3 separate regions of the Sus scrofa genome follow, and regions 1 and 3 are each linked to region 2. Evidence: chromatin contacts called from public Hi-C and HiChIP or PLAC-seq data. All regions are on one chromosome and are shown on one strand. The core of a region is the stretch at or near the end of the contact, and the rest is flanking DNA. Distances in the headings are between cores, read along the strand shown. Region 1 holds the start of SEPT6 (septin-6). Region 2 holds the start of NKRF (NF-kappa-B-repressing factor). Region 3 overlaps UBE2A (ubiquitin-conjugating enzyme E2 A).

Region 1 (2,700 bases), core at 164-2,663, 81 kb after region 2:
GATGCTGCCCACTGCCCTCCTTGCTGTGGAGGTGGCGGCGGCCAGGTCCCCTCGACCCTTCCGAGGCCCCCGGCACCGGCGCTGGCACCCAAGCCCCGCACTCACCACCTGGCGAGCTATATCGGTCGCTGCCATCGCTCCTGCGTCCGCCAGGGCTGCCACGGGCGCCGCCGCAACGGGAGCTACAGCACAGGAAACAGCGGAGCTCCTCCGACAAAGAGAAAGTGTTACACTTCGGGCGCGACCAAGTCCGGTGGGGGGAAGTGCAAGGGAGGGGCCCCCTCGCTGCCGCTCCAACCCCAACCTCTCCTCTATCGCCCACCCCTCGGAAGTGGGGTGTGAGGAGGGGGCGGATTTAACGCGCCGCTTCCCTCTACCGCTAACCGAGTTGCAGCTCTCCCTGCAACCTCGGTTGTAGGCCTTTGCGGAGGGGGGCGGGGGCTCCCCTCGGTGACCACGTCCTCTGCCCCCCCCGCCACTGGGTTCCGTGGTACGTCCCGACCTCTGCTGAATTGTCACACCCCCCTGCTCTCGCCTTACATCCCCGGAGTCCCCAGACCCCGGAGGCTGGAAAGGAGCCCCCGCCCCTTCCCCCTGCCGTGTACAGCTCCGCGGCGGAGCCGTGCGGCCCTCCTCTCCCTTCTCCCCGCCCCCAGTACCCCCTCTTCCTCCCCACTGCGACCTCGGGGTGCCAGGAGGGGCGCGCCCGCCGCCGGAGTCTCGCTGCTCCACCACACCTCCCCCCACCCTGGCCCGGGAGTGCGGCCGAAGCCGGAGAGGGAAGGGGGGGAGCTGCGGCACCTGCTGTTCCACAGTGAAGCTTAGAAAGGGGGCGGCTGGGGGGAGCCGCACTGCGGGCCCCGCAACTGAGCTGTGACATGCTGAGTCCGAGGCCAGCGGTCCTGAGACGAGACCCCCCCACCTTCTGCCCCGGGGTTTCCAAGCCTCAGGTGCTGTGAGCTGTCATTTCCGAGCTCAACACCGCTGGGTACTTAATACAGACGGACCCCACTCCGCTTCTCCCCGCCGAGCCCTAGACGCTCAACATGTGTGCGGAGGCTCGGACACTCACCCGCTTCTAGTGCCTGGACCGCCAGGGAGTCTCAGAGGAGGGGCTTGAGCCTGGAGGCTCCGGGTTCTGCCGAGCGAGATATTGGGGAGGGACGCGGAGCGGCCTCCGGTGGCTCGGTCCCGCCCCCTGGTTTCCCCTTAACCTTAGGTCAGCCCGACACTAGGCGGCCGCGGGGCGCAGAGGGAGAACCTCGCAAGGCAGAGGCTATGCCCGCCGGCTTTCCTTTTCCTCTCGGCCAACCGCCGCCGCGGGTCCTTGCCCTTGCCCTTGCCCTGGTCACCTCTCCAACTCTTCGGCCCTGGCGCCCCTCACCCCTCTCCGGGAGTGGACCCTTGCTAAGCTCCCTGTGACTGGCGAACTCTGACAGGTTTGGCGTGCCAAAGGCACGAGCGGGCGGGACACTCCACTCCACTCCTTAAAAGGGCAGGGGCCCTGGTCTCGGGGAGGTACTCAGACCCTCGAGTGGAACTCGGGACCGCGGGGTGAGACAGACTGATGGGCGAAAGCCGGGCCCGAGATGCGGCGTGGGAGATGGCCCAAGGCGAGAGCGGCAGAAAGGAGGGAACCAGAGGGAGGAAAGAAATAAAAAATGGGAACCAAGGAGAGAGGGGAAAGGGACCCCACCCAGAGGCCCGCGCGCTGGGGAGGAGGGAAGGCAGAGAAACTGGGATGGCCATATGAAGCACTTCCCTGGCACTTGATTCCACCTGCCGGGACAGCGCTTCCCACGTTATCGCAGGGAGCTCTTTATATGCGTGCGAACCTTGAAAACGAGGACTCCCCAGAATGCATCCCCGGTGCCTAGTTTGGGGCCTGGCGCTTGATGAAGCATTTCCTGAACCAGAGAGCAGAGGGTTTGGATGAGGGGGGCGGGGTACAGAAGAAAGGACAGACACAATCAGAGGGTGGCTGTAGGACAGAAGAGCCATGTGGTGGAGGTGCCCGCTGTGCTCGAGTCCCAGGAGGGGCCGAAAGAGAAGAGCCTGGCCCAATCAGGGACCGGTACAGGGGAGTTCCGTAGACAGACAGCGCAGGCTCACAGGGCAGATGGTGGCGGCAGAGAAGAGGGGCTGCCGTTTTCTCCGAGGCCCGCCAGGGCGCTGGGGCAGGGCCTGGGGGAGGAGCCATGCCCTGGGTTGGGGTGGTAGCCACGTGGGGGACCGGGGCTGTGTATGAGGAACCGCTGTAAGCCTGGGCCGGGACTGGATGGGGGCGGGGAGGCAGAGCTGACTGGCCACTTCCAGGCTGGCTGGGCGTCTGGAAGGGAGACAGGTCTCCGCAGCGAGGGCTGGGGCGTGGAGGAGGGGGAAGGGCCCGCAGGCACTAGCTCTGACCTGCATGTGAGGTCTGGGTGGCGGCGGCCGAGAGGCACACATTTGGAAACCAGAGCTGCGAGCGTGGGCGAGCGGGCTGGCTGAGTGCAGGGCTTGTCGGGAATCCTGCCTTGCTCTGGGGGCACTGCCCTCCCGCCTGAGCCCTCCGCGCCCACCAAAGCTCTGTGCATTTGGGGCCAGCGCGGGGGTACCCTAGCTTGGAATCCTTGGTGCCTTGCTCTCATGCCCCACCCGGCCCACCTGTTGCTAGGGCCGCTCAGAACCTCGCAGAGGCCTCCACCTCCAAAATGCTGG
Region 2 (2,700 bases), core at 64-2,563:
CTGAGACCTCATACAAACCGCCTCCCCAGGAGAAGACAGTAAAACCCAGCTGGGGAGCTGGTGGTGTTTAATTTAATGGGGATGGCAAGAGAGAATGATCAGGAGACTAGGATTAGAACTGCAGGGTCCCCCGCCTCTCTCCGCACAGACCCTCGAAACCCCGATTGTCCAATATTCTCTGCGGATACCGCATCCTTGGAAGGTCCTACGCAGGTTCGAGGTTCTGCTATTCGTCGTTTCCCACGCCCTCCAAAAGCACCATCACAATGACCACCTCTTAACAATCCCCTGCCAGGCGCCGCTTCATCTCCATCCCTGGTCCTGGAGGGGTGGCTCCCCAGATCCCTGCACCCTTCTGTTATGTCATCCCCTACTACCTCGCTCGGCCAACTTCCCCACCTCCCCACCAGGCCAACGTTGAGCCCTCTGGAGTCCGCCAGCACCTCCAACTCTCCAGTCTCTAAGCCCTCATCCAAACCCGGCCCTCGGCCCTATCCCGACCCCATCACCGATTCCGCCCCCACCCCCAGCCCGGTCCCTAACCCAACCCTCACGCCTTCCTCACCTGCAGCCCAGGAAAACGTGGTTGGTCCAGGCAGCGGAGAGAGCGAGGAGCTGGTCTAGGGCAGCCCCGGGATAGCTGTGCAGGTGCCGACAGATGAAGCTGCGCCGCAGAGCCCACTGCCAGTCACTTTCGTGGCTATAGCGCCACTGCTCCAGCACTGGCTCGGGCGGGGGCGGCGGGAGGGGCGGCAGCGGCGGCGGCGGGAGGGGGGGCAGCGGCGGCGGCGACAGGAAGTCGCCCCCCAACAGCAGACGTCCGCCAGCCATCTTCTCCGCCCCCAAGCAGGGACCCCAGGGATGAAGCCAACTCCGGACCAGGGGCGAATGGGGACTGGGGTCTGTGGGAGGGGCCGCGTGAAGAGGGGCGCGCCGAGGCGCGAAGACCAACTCTCAAGGGACTGGAGTGTGTGCGTGAGGGGCGACCGTCAAAAAGGAAAAGGCGAGCACAAGCTCACTTCCCGGCAACCCGGGAGCACGCCCGGTTCACTCCTCCAACTCGTGGAGGATCAGGAGGAGGGCGCCCGCCGCAGTCACACGCGCGCCAGGGAGGCCGAGCCAGGCTCCGCGCTCCGCACCTCCAGCGACCCGCAGGCTCACGCACTGCGCCGGGAAGGGGGGGAAAAAAAGACAGCAGCACGCTCTGCTCCCCCTCCTCTGAGCTCTAGCCTACCTACCCGCGTGCCGCCCCGCGGTTGTGAGGCCAGTGCGCCTGCGCCGCGGCTGTTCCCTAACTTCGAAATCCCGTCGCTGAATCTCGCGCGATGTATATTTTTTTCCACTTATGACGATTACCGGCCTTTGACGCACTATGGTTACAAGCGGTGGGCGGGGCTCCAGGAAGGGGCTTTGGGGGCGGTTCTCCGAGGTTCCGGGACGTTGTCCAGTTTAAGTCCCTGGAAGGCTCTCTCAGCTGATTGTTGGCGGCAGTGGCTCGCCTGACGCTTTTCCCTCGGTTTCAGAGCCTCCAAGACCACTGGGACCATGTGCTTTGGGAGGGACTTGGGTTGGAAATGGGTTTTACACTTTTTTTTTCCTAAAATGTCAGCTCCCCGTGGCGCTTTTTCTTCAGAGGATAGCTTGAAAAGCCCTGTGCGTCGTTCCTCATTGGCTTTGGATTTTATCGTGAAGTAATAGTAAAAAATTAAATACTTGCAAAGAAAATCATCCACAGCCACTTCTCAAGGCAAGCACTTTTATCGTCCATACTCTATCCCAATTGTTGAGAAATACAAACATCGTGTTAACACCGTTCTGATCACGATTTCAAATAATTCTGTATTAGCTGTATCACTTTAAAACGTGCAGAATATTACAAAATATGAAAGCTCCCCCCAAAAAAAGAGGGTTAAAACTGCACAGCAGCAGATGGCTCAATCACTGTAGGAAAATGTTATCACTCCCCGCGTGGTTCCGATCCAGCCCGATCCTTCAATCCCTGTCTGCCAATCTGTGCTATGAACTTAGTTAATCAATGAGTGTCTGTCACCGGGAATTTATACAGCACCCACTGTGTGCTCAATATAGTCAATACAAAGGAAAAAGAAACTGGGTTTTCTCCCATGTCCTGGAACTGGTTACAGAGTCGCTGGAGAGAAATAGTCCTGCATAGAACTTAAATGTCCCATGGTGGCAGGACCACTGGATGAGGTGGTTTTGACCCATTGTCCCCTTTAACTCTTTAAAGGCATATGTCTTATTGTGTGATACATCTTATGTGTAGGAATGTGTTGGACTGAGAAAAACAGAAGATTACAGCATTTTTCACACTGTCGCATAATGATTTATTTCCATGCCTGTCTCCCGTTACACAGGGACTATTTTGTCTTTGACTCTGTGGTAGGCATTCATGTTTATTGAAGTAATGACAGTCTTTGTACCATCAAGTCAAAGAATATGATACTAGAAAGGAAGCTTAGAGATAATAAATTCAAGTAATCATTGTGTGATTGTGAAAAATAAGGCCAGAGAGGTGTAGTGATAAGCTGGAGGCTGTAGAGATTTTTCATGGCAAAGCCGAGATCAAAATTTAGGTGACTTGACTCCTCATCCAGTGCTCCCCCAGACATTTGCCATTGCATTGCTCTGGGGTTTTTTTGGGGGGAGGGGGTGTTGTGCTTGTTCTTGTCTTAACAGCTT
Region 3 (2,700 bases), core at 61-2,560, 76 kb before region 2:
ATGTATGTGACCTACACCACAGCTCACGGCAATGCCGGATCCTTAACCCACTGAGCAAGGCCAGGGATTGAACCCTCATCCTCATGGATACTAGTCAGGTCTGTTAGCCCTGAGCCACAACAGAAACTCCCTAGGAAGTTTTAATATTTTCGCACACACACACGGATACCAGAGCTTCCAACCCACGACACTCTCAAAGTCATTGAGCCCAGGGCAAGCTGACAGAAGATGGCACGGAGAGGTCCTTAACAGTCATTGTCCCTGGCAGCTGAGCACTGAAACTCCAGAGTCCTGCCTCTCTGCAGACTACACAGCAGGCCTCCCCTCTTTTAAAAACCGCTAGGAGTTCCCATCGTGGCTCAGTGGTTAACGAATCTGACTAGGAACCATGAGGTTGTAGGTTTGATCCCTGCCCTTGCTCAGTGGGTTAAGGATCTGGCGTTGCGTGAGCTGTGGTGTAGGTTGCAGACGCGGCTTGGATCCTTTGTCACTGTGGCTCTGGTGTAGGCCGGCGGCTACATCTCGATTGGACCCCTAGCTTGGAACCTCCATATGCCATGGGAGCGGCCCTAGAAATGGCAAAAAGACTGAAAAAATAAAAATAAAAACTTCTATTTCGAGGGCACTGCTGGAGGATGTATGCGAATGCTGGGGTGGGCGTGGGGCAGGGCTTGGGCGCTCGGCAGGGGGTGGGACACTTGTAAATCTGAGCTTGAACACCCCCTTCCAGGCTGTGCTGAGCCCCCAGTGTCTGGGCCTCACCCTGGTCAACTCCTCTCCCTGGTACTACAGGGAGGGCAGCACTGCCCTCTCAGCTGCACAGGATGTTCAAAGGCTGATGCCAAGAGCAAATCGCTCCCAGTCAGCACTTCCCCGGCCTGGGTAGGCCTGACCCCCTCCCATCCCCACCCCTGGGGAGAGCAGCTGGGGGGGTTTGTGTGGCAGAGGTGACTTCTCCCCTTCTTTGGAAGAAAAACAATTGGTGTCTGAACTTCCTAGTTAGAGAACATCTGAGCTAGTAAAAACTTGTGGGTGCATGGGGGTGGGGACTGGGGCATCCCCCCCCCTTCACTCCAAGGGTGAGGAATAATAAAGGACAGTCCTGGTACAAGATGACAAGATGAGAGCTCCCACAAAGGACTCCACACAGGAAGAAATCTTGACCGGCAGCCAGGCTCGTACTGACTGATTCATTCAGTCACTGAGGGCTGGTCTCTGTGCTGAGGGCTGGTGGGGTGGGGCTGCGGACTGTGCCCTTGGGGAGCCGCCAGCCTAGGTGCAAACACAGAACCCTCACTCGTGCAATGACATCACAGCAGAATATCCCAACTCGGTGCCAACTGGAGGCAGTCGTGCCTGCTACGTTGCCCAGGGTGAACCAGGGAGCGGCGACCAGTGCATGGGCCCCGAAAGGAGACACGGAGTGTTCGTGGCCTGCGGGCAGAGGGTGGTTCTGAGGGCTGGGGCGGGCTTTCCGGAGAGGGCTCATATTCCAAAGCAGACGGAGCCAGTCAGCAAGAGGCCCAACCCCACACCCAAAGTCCCCCTGTCACCCCTTCCTTCTGCTGTAAAGGAAACAGCTCTGAGTGTTGACCCCAAGGGAGAGCCCCGGGTCACCCTCGGGAGTCGCTTCCAGGACTCTGGCTGACATCCTAGAGGCCGGAGAGAAAGGTTGCCCCCCTCCCCCCCAGCCCACAGTCTCCAGGGTCCCCAGCCTTTCTGGAAAGCCTTCAACAGCAAATTACAGCCCAGCCAGGAGCAGGGCCAAGGACACAGAAGCTGGGCCATGGTTCCCCTGCCCTCATTCCCGCATCCTTCCTCTTCCCCTGAGGCTTGAGCGCTTGCCAGATAGCCCTTCCAGCGTCCCTGCCAGAGTCCCTGGCGCTCTTCCATGCCTTTTCCAGGCAGAAAGAGGTCACCCACCCATGAAAAAGTCACAGTTGTCAATCCTGTCCCCAGGGCCCTCGTTCAGGGTGGCAGCTAGGGTTAGCTCTAGAATCCAGGAGCTCCCAATCCAGAGCTGTAGGCTGGGGGTGACTGATTTAATGGCAGAGGAGAGTGGGAGTAGGAATGAGGGTTGTTCAGGACCTGAAAGTACAGTCAGGCCTGGGGGATGCTGGAGCCGCCGCCTTCTGGTCGTGAGAGGCAAATGCTGCCTTTTCAGAATGTGGACTGCTGGCTAAACACAGCTATTGTTGAGAGACATATATACTTATAATGGAATAAATTCTATTAAAAACTAAGGTAGGGGAGTTCCCGTCATGGCTCAGTGGTTAACGAATCCGACTAGGAACCATGAGGTTGCGGGTTCAGTCCCTGCCCTTGCTCAGTGGGTTAAGGATCTGGCGTTGCTGTGAGCTGTGGTGTAGGTTGCAGACGAGGCTTGGATCCCTTGTCGCTGTGGCTCTGGTGTAGGCCGGTGGCTACAGCTCCGATTCGACCTCTAGCCTGGGAACCTCCGTATGCCACAGAAGCAGCCCTAGAAAAGGCAAAAGCCAAAAAAAAAAAAAAAAGACAACTAAGGTAGGAGTTCCCATTGTGGCTCAGCAGTAACGAACCCGACTAGTATCCATGAGGATGAAGGTTTGATTCCTGGCCCCACTCGGTGGGTTAAGGATCTGGCATTGCTGTGAGCTCCAGCATTGCCTGGAACTATGGTGTAGGTCGCAGATGCAGCTCGGACCCCTGAGTTGCTGTGGC

The links. Hi-C and Micro-C count contacts between places; a contact is called where the count stands out from the background. HiChIP or PLAC-seq counts read pairs in DNA pulled down with a chosen protein or histone mark.
Region 1: a contact with region 2 is called in an H3K27ac HiChIP or PLAC-seq map of skeletal muscle. The contact joins the promoter of SEPT6 here to the promoter of NKRF in region 2. A contact is called at or near these places in 1 of 5 promoter capture datasets (skeletal muscle), 2 of 47 Hi-C or Micro-C datasets (embryonic fibroblasts and fetal skeletal muscle) and 2 of 2 datasets of contacts at active chromatin or transcription factors (alveolar macrophages and skeletal muscle).
Region 3: a Hi-C map of liver shows a contact between it and region 2, with 2.2 times the contacts expected there. The contact joins the enhancer-like site here to the promoter of NKRF in region 2. A contact is called at or near these places in 3 of 5 promoter capture datasets (fetal liver, fetal skeletal muscle and liver), 7 of 47 Hi-C or Micro-C datasets (blood, embryonic fibroblasts, liver and 2 more) and 2 of 2 datasets of contacts at active chromatin or transcription factors (alveolar macrophages and skeletal muscle).

Annotation. Positions count from the first base shown.
Region 1 is chrX:98,104,649-98,107,348 of Sscrofa11.1, forward strand. It overlaps SEPT6 (septin-6), which reads right to left and starts at 1,414. Exons shown (of 11, transcript XM_021080249.1): 1 at 1,073-1,414; 2 at 106-205. The coding sequence starts at 135.
Region 2 is chrX:98,024,110-98,026,809 of Sscrofa11.1, forward strand. NKRF (NF-kappa-B-repressing factor) reads right to left here and starts at 1,314. Exons shown (of 3, transcript XM_001927183.6): 1 at 566-1,314. The coding sequence starts at 831.
Region 3 is chrX:97,948,336-97,951,035 of Sscrofa11.1, forward strand. All of the region lies in intron 1 of UBE2A (ubiquitin-conjugating enzyme E2 A), which reads left to right. Among named protein-coding and RNA genes, the nearest start is that of UBE2A, 25 kb to the left of the region's middle. Within about 2 kb of position 1,311, at least 13 of the 83 cell types and tissues checked have an H3K27ac peak or open chromatin away from gene starts, as enhancers often do. A contact at or near this core is called in fetal liver and liver, where this site is marked.